Regions from separate parts of the Sus scrofa genome. Here all the other regions are linked to region 1. The links are chromatin contacts, called in public Hi-C and HiChIP or PLAC-seq maps. All regions are on one chromosome and are shown on one strand. Each heading gives the region's core, a stretch centred on a gene start, on an enhancer-like site or on the middle of the called end of the contact. The rest is flanking DNA. Distances are from core to core; before and after follow the strand shown.

What was found. A called contact is a pair of places that touch in the nucleus more often than the background predicts. HiChIP or PLAC-seq counts read pairs in DNA pulled down with a chosen protein or histone mark.
Region 2: a Hi-C map of omental adipose tissue shows a contact between it and region 1, with 2.3 times the contacts expected there. The contact joins two enhancer-like sites. A contact is called at or near these places in 1 of 5 promoter capture datasets (fetal skeletal muscle), 17 of 47 Hi-C or Micro-C datasets (alveolar macrophages, embryonic fibroblasts, epiblast stem cells and 11 more) and 1 of 2 datasets of contacts at active chromatin or transcription factors (skeletal muscle).
Region 3: a contact with region 1 is called in an H3K27ac HiChIP or PLAC-seq map of skeletal muscle. The contact joins two enhancer-like sites. A contact is called at or near these places in 1 of 5 promoter capture datasets (fetal skeletal muscle) and 1 of 2 datasets of contacts at active chromatin or transcription factors (skeletal muscle).

What each region holds. Positions count from the first base shown.
Region 1 is chr17:35,230,786-35,234,330 of Sscrofa11.1, reverse strand. No RefSeq gene overlaps it. Among named protein-coding and RNA genes, the nearest start is that of HM13, 16 kb to the left of the region's middle. Within about 2 kb of position 1,655, at least 26 of the 83 cell types and tissues checked have an H3K27ac peak or open chromatin away from gene starts, as enhancers often do. A contact at or near this core is called in fetal skeletal muscle, omental adipose tissue and skeletal muscle, where this site is marked.
Region 2 is chr17:35,087,457-35,090,690 of Sscrofa11.1, reverse strand. No RefSeq gene overlaps it. Among named protein-coding and RNA genes, the nearest start is that of DEFB116, 22 kb to the right of the region's middle. Within about 2 kb of position 1,695, at least 2 of the 83 cell types and tissues checked have an H3K27ac peak or open chromatin away from gene starts, as enhancers often do. A contact at or near this core is called in omental adipose tissue, where this site is marked.
Region 3 is chr17:35,403,812-35,407,487 of Sscrofa11.1, reverse strand. The region is part of intron 1 of BCL2L1 (BCL2 like 1); the gene reads left to right. Among named protein-coding and RNA genes, the nearest start is that of BCL2L1, 8.4 kb to the left of the region's middle. Within about 2 kb of position 1,752, at least 60 of the 83 cell types and tissues checked have an H3K27ac peak or open chromatin away from gene starts, as enhancers often do. A contact at or near this core is called in fetal skeletal muscle and skeletal muscle, where this site is marked.

The DNA of each region.
Region 1 (3,545 bases), core at 406-2,905:
TCCACCACTGGAGATCGTTTCCTTTGGGGGGGGGTGTAGGGTGTTGAAGGCTTTTCAGTCTTCAGGGAGCCCCAGCTAATGATGAAAACCCCTGTGATGTGTCCTATGCTAAGCCTGTTCCCAAGAGGACAGGCTGGCTGACAGGCAGCCAAGGGTGAGATGCCGTGGGAAGGAGATCCTGACTGAGGGCGGGAGGAATGTGGGAAGCACCAAGGCCGGCAAAAAAACGGGGGCGGGGGTGGGGGCGTCAGCCACGGCAAGGGGGAGGCAGCTGGGAGCCTTGGGCTGGGGACTCAGGAAGCTTGGCTTCACCACCAACGTGCTGTGTAATGCTGGGCAAGTTTCTTTCCTACTCGGAATGCTGATCTGGGTCAGTGCTGTGGAATAAATTGCTTCTGGGTTATCTTAAAGCTCTTGGTGTCAGGAAGATGGGGTTCTGGGTGGTGGTGGCCATGACAACTATCTCTGTGCCGATAGTGACCAAGGAGACTTGCCAAGACTTTCATTACCAGGTACAAGAGCCAAGTGATTGGTTATCAGTTCTGCCTGGAGACTGATTCCTCCCTGTCACCTCCTTCCATCACCAGCTAACGTTCAGGATTTATGAGACCAGACCAGTTGACACCCAGGGAGGTGTCAGGAGTCAGGGACCTGTGTTCTAGTGCCCTCCCTTGTGATGACAGACTGTGTGACCTTGGGCAAGTCTGCCTCCCTTTGGGCCGGAGCTTCATCATCCGGAAAAGGAAGCGTTTGTACAAGGCCCTTTCACCTCTAAATTTCTAACAATCTGCCTTTAAACAAGAGACAAAGTTGTTGTTTCCGGGGATGATATGAAAAGTGGTAATGACAGTATGACTGTCACTTGCTGACATACCCGCTTGGGCCCTGCTGTGTGGATATGTTATACCCATGGCTCTGCTGTGGCAGATATCACCCCTTCAGTGGCTCTAAGTGGGGAGGTCTTTGTGGTCCTGGAGGAGGGTCTGGAGTGGCCAGTCCTTGGTGGGTTTTGGGGCGCATTCAGAACAGGGGTTCTTTTATTTTATTTTATTTTATTTTTTGTCTTTTTTTGCCATTTCTTGGGCTGCTCTCGTGGCATATGGAGGTTCCCAGGCTAGGGGTCCAATCGGAGCTGTAGCCACCAGCCTACACCAGAGCCATAGCAACACAGGATCCGAGCCGCGTCTGCAACCTGCACCACAGCTCTCGGCAACACCGGATCCTTAACCCACTGAGCAAGGCCAGGGATTGAACCCGCAACCTCATGGTTCCTAGTTGGATTCGTTAACCACGGTGCCACGACGGGAACTCCGGAACAGGGGTTCTTAACAACTAGTAGGAATGTATCTAAATATTTTGACAACTAGGGTGGCCATACTTTGTATCCTGGCTGAACACCAGCCTCGATGGGATCTATAATCATGGAATCAGAGGCACTGTGAGTATCGAAGGGAGATTTTTCCAGGCAGAGGGGCCGCCCTGATGAAGCCAATGGTTTTCAAGCCCAGCCCTGGCCAAGATCTCCGAGAGTAGGACCAATCCCTCTTCCTGGCCACTGCATCTCCCTGAGTCAGCTGTGTACAGTCCCCAGAGAGTTGAATTTGCCAGTGTCTCAGTTCCAGGATGGCTGATGCCCAGAGCAGCGGGTAGGGCACTGCAGGAGCTGGCAGAGCAGGGGGGCCCAAGGAGGAAGCAGGAAGCTCGGGGACGCCTGCTCCTCCTCTCCCGGGAGACCAGGCCTTGGGCCGATGCCAGACCCTTGGCCTCCCGGATCTGCTCCCCACCCCCTGCATTCCCCTCTCCCTGCCTCTCCCAGCAGGACTTTGCAAACAGCCTCTCCGATGGGGATGGACGTGGCGGCCGCCTCCTCCCTGCACACTTTCCATTCCCAGCCCTGAGCCTCAGCCAGGGTTCCTCAGGAAAATTGGCTGAAAGAGACATTTTCCATGCTCTTGACTGCTCTGCTGGGTGGCTGTCCCTGCCTCCACTCTTGTCTCTTCTGCAGCTGGTCACCCAGACGCAGAAGTGGGGGTGGGGGGGGATGATATTTGGTTAACTGGTTGCTTGCCGCTCACTCACCATTTAATTTAATTTATTTTATTTTTTTGTCTTTTTAGGACCGCACGCATGGCACATGGAGGTTCCCAGGCTAGGTGTCGAATCGGAGCTACAGCTGCCGGCCTACCCCATGGGATCCAAGCCGCATCTGTGATCCACAGCCACAGCATCATGGGATCCAAGCCGCATCTGCGACCCACACCACAGCTCAGGGCAACGCCGGATCCTCAACCCACTGAGTGAGGCCAGGGATTGAACCTGTGTCCTAATGGATGGTAGTTGGGTTTGTTTCCGTTAAGCCATGATGGGAACTCTCCATTTAATTCTACATGTCATTTATCTCCCTGGGCCTCGGTTTGCGCATCTGCGAAATGAGCTAGCTATCCTGGGAAGCAGGCTTAGGAGTTAGACATTCCTGATTTAATCCTTAGTTCTGCAGCTTAGTAACTGTGTGACTTTGGACAAGATACTTAACTTCGTGGATCCTCAGCTTCCCTCATCTGTTAGATGGTGTTGTCTCTTACTGTTGTAAAAATTAATGAGATAGCTTTGGCAACTGGAAGAGAGAACACCCTTCTACCCCAGGCCAATAATGAGGAGCGGAGTAGCCTAGGCTAAGAATTTAATCCATGGGGTGTTAGTGGCTGCAAACTATTACATTTAGAATGGATAAACAACACAGTCCTGCTGTATAGCACAGGGAATTATATCGTCTCCTGGGATAGACCATGATGGAAAAGAATATAAAAAAAGAATGTGTGTGTGTGTGTGTGTGTGTGTGTGTGTGTATATATGACTGAGTCATTTTGCTATATAGCAGAAATTGGCACTACATTGTAAATCAACTATACTTTAATTAAAAAACAAACAAAAATTTAATCCAGTCTTTGGAAGCTGTAATTTCAAAGCTGCACTGGGGCAGCAAATAGGTACAGTCACTGAGAGAAATATTGCTCAACTTTGGTACAATCAGAGAAATGTAAGGTAACAAGGAGACACCTTTTAACCCAACCTTCCCTCTTCCTGTCTCAGAGAGACTATCAAATGAGCAAAGACTGGTCTTTTGGGTTCCTAAACCCAGTTCCAACGTGTGTGCATGTGTGTGTTGTGTGTGTGTGTGTAGGTTTCCCTGCACCAATAAGCAATTCTCAGACACCCTGCTGGTGTTCATTCTGACACTGTTCACCCAGAGATAGCATCAGATGCCGCACGTAAAGGGCTCAGTGCCACAAGACGGCCCTCTATTCCAGATGTCAACTGCTAGTCTGGGTTGCTACCTGTATTTTTGGCTTTAGGTGCATTCCAAAAGTCACTTTCGGAGTTCCCCATCGTGGCGCAGTGGTTAATGAATCCGACTAGGAACCAGGAGGTTGCGGGTTCGGTCCCTGCCCTTGCTCAGTGGGTTAATGATCCGGCGTTGCTGTGAGGTGTGGTGTAGGTTGCAGACACGGCTGGGATCCCGCGTTGCTGTGGCTCTGGTGTAGGCG
Region 2 (3,234 bases), core at 446-2,945, 140 kb after region 1:
CACCACGGGAACTCTTGAGTTAGCAAATATTTTCTTCTTTGTGGGTGTTTTGTTTTGAAGGCGGCCTTTCTCCCTTCATCACCTGTGCTTTCTCAGATCTCAAAAGAGCATTGACTCCTTACACATTTAGGGTATTTTATGACTTGGAAAATTGTAAAACTAATAAAGATTCCGTCATTTTGGAGTAGCTGAAATTTCAAAAGATCCTTCTCTTAGCATCTACAATGGTGATTATAAAATATTATGACCCCAATTTTTCGCACGGGTGAGACCGTGGCTTTCTGATCTCAAGCAAAACTGACAAACCGCCTGTGACAGCGTTCACAGATAGTGCCCTTACCCAAATCAAGACTCAAATTGAGACCTGGGAGGGAGTCCTCTGATGGCCTAGCAGGTTAAGCCTCCTGCATTTTCACCATTGTACTCTGGCTGCGGCTGTGGCACTGGTTCAATCCCTGGCCTGGGAACTTCTACATGCTGCAGGTGTGAAAAACAAAAAACAAAAAAAACAAGAGAGAACCTGAAATAAACATCGCAACTCTCATTAAAAAAAAAAAAAAAAAAATTTGAGACCTTAGTGATGGACAAGCATCGTATTCAGACTAGCATTGGTGTTCGTAATTTACTGTTGGCACCAAAGATTTACTCTCTTCCTTTGCTTATGTAATCTAGCACATGATACACATAGAGAAAGAAAGAACATTTTAGAACTAGTTAGGCTTGATTAGTATGTTTTGGATTCTTTCAGAATCGCTCAACAGTATTATTATTATTATTACTATCATTATTATTATTCTTTTGTCTTTTTAGGGCCACGCCAGCAGCGGCATATGGAAGTTCCCAGGCAAGGGGTTGAATTGGAGCTGCAGCTGCTGGCCTACACCACAGCCACAGCAACACCAGATCTGAGCGCCATCTGTGACCCACACCCCAACTCACAGCAATGCCAGATCCTTAACCTACTGAGTGGGGCTAGGAATCGATTCCTTGTCCTCATGTATACTAGTTGGGTTTATTACCACTGAGCCACAACAGGAACGCCACTCAACAGTATTATAAAAGAGATTTTATTTTTATGATGTCCAGGTAAAGAAAGCAGTTCATACCTGCATTTGAAGGTCTTTTATAATATTTAGATAGTTTTTTAATACACATGAAGAATAGTCCAGATAAATATTCAAAAATTTTTTTGTTTATTTAAAGTTTTTTTTTTGGTCTTTTAGGGCTGCACCTGTAGCAAATGGAAGTTCTCAGGCTAGGGGTCAAATAGCAATAGCCGCTGGCCTATGCCACAGCCACAGCAACAAAAGATCCAAACAGCATCTGTGATCTACACCACAGCTTGCAGTAACACCAGATCCTTAACCCACTGAGCAAGGCCAGGGATTGAAACCGAGTCCTCATGGATACTATTTGAGTTCTTAACCCGCTGAGCCACAACAGGAACTTCTAAACACTTTTTTGTTTTAATTGGACAAAAGTCTCTTTATTAGAACCACTTTCTTGCCCCCTCCCCATTAATCAATCAATCAATTAATTTTATGGGAGTATAATTGGCATATAACATTGCCTTGGGTGTGGTAGCTTCTTTTAGTAGAGGGCAACACACAGAGACTGAGCTATGAGCTTTCGGCAGCCAGCATTCTTGGCAGTCCTGATGGGGAGTCTAGGTGGTACACTGTAGTATACACTTCGAGATGTCCACTTTGAGACCTGTCTGGACACTTCTGGATGTTGATCAGTTAAACCTAGTGAACACCCTGAAAAAACCTTGGGTAACCAGAGTGGTCAAGACTTGTGCTGTCCAGGAGCCTGGAAAAAGATGAAGCGCAGAAGCTGATTATTAACGATTAGACTCTATTTTCTTTTCAAATGCATGTAGTGATTTATTAAGCAATGATTTATTGGCTGGACTGAGGAGGTATCAATTTCCTAGATGACAGTTAGCTTGGAAGCCCCAGTTTATAAATCCTCACCCAAAATGGATGTCTCGAAGGAGAAGTGGAGCTTGCCATTACTTGATGTCTTGTACAAATCACATATAAATGAGAGATAAGCAGTGACTGTTATTGGATTAAGAGACAAGGAAAAAGTTTTCGGAAAATTTTAAGTTTATAAAAAGGAGAATGGAGGAGGAAAAGAAGTGCGAAGGGGCCCTGAGGAGGTCTGGAGGTCTCGTAAAAAGAAAGGTATAAAGAAGGTAATTCCTTAAAAAAAAAAAAAAATCCAACACTTTCAGTATAATAATGGTGCTGGAAGAAACAGTTTATATTAAGCAGTGACACTTAGGGAATGTTGCATAATTTGCAGCCTTAACTAATGGATAAATGTTCTCACACAGATTCTAGTGCATTCTGGAAAAGAAACCCAGTAAAAAGGAGCGAAGGCATTTTCTGCAAATCCAAGGCTAAGGTAAATTGTGTTGACAACAGAGAGGAGAATCGTGAATGTAAAACATTATATGCTCCATCTTCTACGTGTTAAAAACCCTCTGTGGTCTCTGTCTATAAGTTTTTAACTTGCTTTTTCCTCCCCTTCTTAGTAATCATTGAGATTCCAGCCCTCGTTCTGGCAACTGTAAATCCTGCTCTCTGCTGGTGAAATAAATTTCCACAAGAAGAAAATGTTCTTTCCTCCCATGTAATCTGCTAGAAAAGCAGATAATATCCAGTTTGATAAAGCTATTCGTATGAAGATTAATGCTAACAAAGAAGCATTTTGTAAACTACCCAGACTTCAAAGTTTGTTGCTACATCTTATGAAATTAACCTCAACCTCCACAAGGTCTGTAATTCCAACTGGTTGTGGTATTTATTATATGTGTCACATTTTATCTTTCCTTAAAGATAAAAAGTCAGAAGGGATCCCTGGACCTACCAACTCCTCTCATACAATGAAACAAACAAGTAAAATGACCCCACAGGTTTCTCATCGAAACCGAACGTGAGATATATTTGAATTAATAATGACTATTAGGGAACTATTGATTCAACAGTATCATTTTATGAATATCTCTTTCACTGCCTCCACCCCACCCTATCTCTGTGAAGATGTTCTTTGTTCAAGACTTCAGATTAATTTGTTTTCTCATCCTTCTTCTCAAGAGCTAAGGACCTTGGGAAAATTAACACCTTATCTGTGTCCAGTGCACATATTGTTATTTAGAACAGAATCTGATGAAAAATTGTTGCTTGATGCATATTAATTGACCTGCTCACCTTCCCTCTTTTCCTT
Region 3 (3,676 bases), core at 503-3,002, 170 kb before region 1:
TTGGTATCATAATTCTGACCATCTTTGCCACAGAACTGATGTCAGAGACCCATTCACAGACTCTTTGTCATCTATTCTTCCTTGTTCGGACTCCTTTATCACGCTCCGGGCACATCCCCAGGGTGGGCAGGAGTTCCATAGTGCTGCTCTGCTGTGTTGGTCAAGCACTGGTCTTAGAATCCCAGTTCTCCTCTCAAATCTGCTTCCGCTCAGTGTCTCACCTTGGCCAAGTCACTTTACCCCCAGGCCCCAGTTTCCCCATCCGTAAGATGAAGGGTTGATGTTGACCATCTAGAAATCCTGCTTCTCACTGGCCGTAGGCCTAGTGAGAGATTCTACCGTTATGTCACATGTCACAATAGTTATGCTTTAGGATGACTCTTTCCTGTCAGCAGCTGCAACACTTTCACTGCTAAAAATTTACTAATTCCAGTGTCTGTGTAGGGTGGCTTGTCGCTGGCCCCGCAGTAATGCTGTTCCACATTTATGTAGCACTGTACTGCTTGGAAAGTGCTTTCATTACCACCCTGCCTTTTTGATGATTATAACCCCAGGGAGGTGAGCAGAGGGAAATAGGTTGAGAAAGATGAAGTGACTTGCCCAAGGTTACATCAGGGGAAAGGTGCAGGGCTAGGGCTTTCAAATCTGGATTTGACCACTGACTTGCTGTCTTGAACTTGTAAATGGCTGTAATAACAGTGCCTTGTTCTAAAGATGCAGTGAGTGTCCAGAAGGCTCTCAGCATAGTGACTGAGAGTATCAGCAGCAAACGGCAGCCGCATCTTTGGACTCCTTTAGTCACATCATCTGGCTTCCCGTTTATTACATATTGATTTTTGTAAATAGTGTTTTTTGCTGAAAGAAACTGCCTTTGGGACCTTCTGCTAATTGGTTTCATCCCCAATGAGACTCTTGGGCCAAGCTGGAGCCTTAAGGCTAGCTCCAAGCTACAGGGCTTTTGGGGCAGGCTCCAGAGCTCCCCTCGGAACTAGAGGTTTTTCTCTCGCTCTTCAGGAAATGCCATTGCAATGACTTCCATGGACTGCTTCCTGTCCCAGCCCTGCAGCCGGATTCTCGCTGGCGAGAGTGTGGAAACTGGAAAGTAATATCCCTAAGGGCTCCCACAACCCTCCTTTTTTTAGCCACATGCCCTCCTGTTCCTCTTGTGGTTACTTTCTTTGCTCCTTTCTCTTCCACCTAGCTTCTCTCTCTAGCCTGTGACCATCCCTATAAAATTTAGAAAGCGCACTTGGCACAACATTGTAAATCCATGATAGTTTTTAAAAATTGGGGGAAAAAATTTAGAAAGTGCATTTCCGCTGAGTTCTGTCAGACCTTTCCACCCCTTGCCCCCCCACTTGGGGGTTGTTCAGAACTCCTGAGTTCTCTCGTGGCTCCACACTAAATAGCAGTTTTGTCTTGGACTCCCCCTAGAGGGACATCAAACCTGTCACTTGCAGTGCCTTATGTCATCCATGAACCCCAAGCTCCCCGGGGGTCCCCACCCCACCCCTGCCCAGGACTGGGACTCCTAAAAGAGGTCTTAGAGGTTTGGCACATAGAAATCCTGCCTCATGGAGACTGACGACAGAGGGTAGCCCGCCACCCCCTCCAGCGGTCACCTTTCAGGAGGAAGCTCGAAAACCTTGTTGGACAGTCATCTGAGGAATGGGAGCTAGCCTGGGAGGGGATTGGAACGCACTCAACTATGCCTCAGATCCTTTGTTCCGCTCTTGAAAGGGAAACATTCCCCTCCCTCCTCCCTGGCCACACACACGTGCCTTTGTTCCCTCTGTCAGGCGGGCCGGGAACACTGTGTCCTTCCAAGGAGCCTGACTTGCCTCCCCAGAGGCTGGCCTCCCGGTCAGCAGGACTGAGATTTTTGCCCAGGAGCCTCCAGCCTCATGGCCTTTCCATAGAAGAGTCTTTTCCCCTGAGGCTGAGGACTTGCCTACAAACAGCTGCCCAGGAACTTCCCTGGAATTCTTCCATGGGATGCTCGTGTCCCAGGATTACACAACCCCTCCCTCTTATTCCACTCGGTGATTAATATTATTGTTAATGTTACTATTAATAGCACCTCACATTTATCAAGTACTTATTCTTTGCCAGGCATTGTTCAGAATGCTTCACATGTATTAACGTATTCCATTCGCAGAGCAGCACTCTGAAGTTGCTGCTATTATTATCCCCATTTTACATATGAGGAAACTGAGGTACAGAGATGTTAGGTGCCTTAGGCAGGGTAGCACAGTTAGTAAGTGGCCAAGCCTGTGAGAGTACCTTCCAAGCTCCCACTTTTTAACACTGTACTGTGCCCCCTCCCCCAACTGTACCAGTGTCTAAATGGTTGTTGGCATTTATCCAGAGCTCCTTCTGTGACAGTGCTTTCACCACACCTTCTCTGTGTTACTGGCCAACAACCTCATCATTATAGGATGGTGAGATTTGGGGGCACTCCTTTAGTGGGAGGCAGAGTCAGAATTTGAAACCAAGTCTGTCTTACTCCCACCCCCCCCACCCCCACCCCCGCCACCATGTTCTTTATCTCTAAGCCTTCCTTAAAAGCTCTACAAGGTAGGTGGTGGTATCTTCAGTTGATGGTTGACAAGACTGAGGCTCAGAGAAAAGTGACGGTGCTCGGGGCCTCACAGGCCAGTAGCTAGATGACGTAGGATTCAGACTTGAGGTGCTTGATCTCACCGCACTGTACTGCCGTGGCCGTGTGCAGAACGATGATATTGCTTTTCTGTGCATGATGATGCTTTCTTGGCTCCCTCATTTCATAGTGAGATGAGTTTGTTCAGTCCCATTTCAGGGAGGAAACTAAGGCAAGGGGCCTTGTCCCACAGTAAATGGCTTAGAATCTGTGTTCTAGCTTTTAGCCCACTGTTCTCCATGTTGCCTGCCTTCCCTGAGGCTGGATTCATTGCTGGAACTGTTCTCAGAGTTTAGTTTCATCTGTTACATCAGCACATACTGATGAATGCTTTATACGTGCTAGGACCTGTGGGTACTGCAGAGGAGGGAACTGAGTCCCCTCCCTCAGTGGCCTGTTGGTGTCATTCTGCCATCTGAGTCAGGCCTCCTGCATCATACGTCCATCCCCTCAGCTCCCAGACACACCCGGCAAAGTTCACTGTAGTATGTATTGATGACTTTCTACACACCCATGGTTAAAACTCTGCACTCAGGTTTGAAACGTACCTTGATTCCTTGCTGGTGGCGTAACTCCAGGCAAATCAGCTTTAAATTCTCATCCACAAATCTAAGAGAATAGTATCAGCCTACCAGAGTAGGCAAGGCTCAAACGAGAAAGTGAAATGCAAAAGTGTTTTTTAGTAATAATGACAGATGCCGGGTGTTGAGTGGTTGCTCTGTGCCAGGCGCTATGTTTATGCTCCTGACACAATCATCCTGTTTGGTACTCGCAACTGCTCTGGTGTGAAGATGGAGAGTCCAGCACTTTAAGAGGCTCTGTAACGTGTCCACAGTAACACCCCTTGTAAGAGGCAGAGTGGGTCTTGCACTCAGCTATATCTGGTGCCAAAGCCTACCCTCAAGCCACCACGTCATTGATTCTTTGCAGGCCCAGACTGGCTTGTTTCACCCTGAGTACTTGGCAGAGGGCCTGTGGTTGGGCAAGGGCTCAGCCAGGATCTGCTCAATGAACATG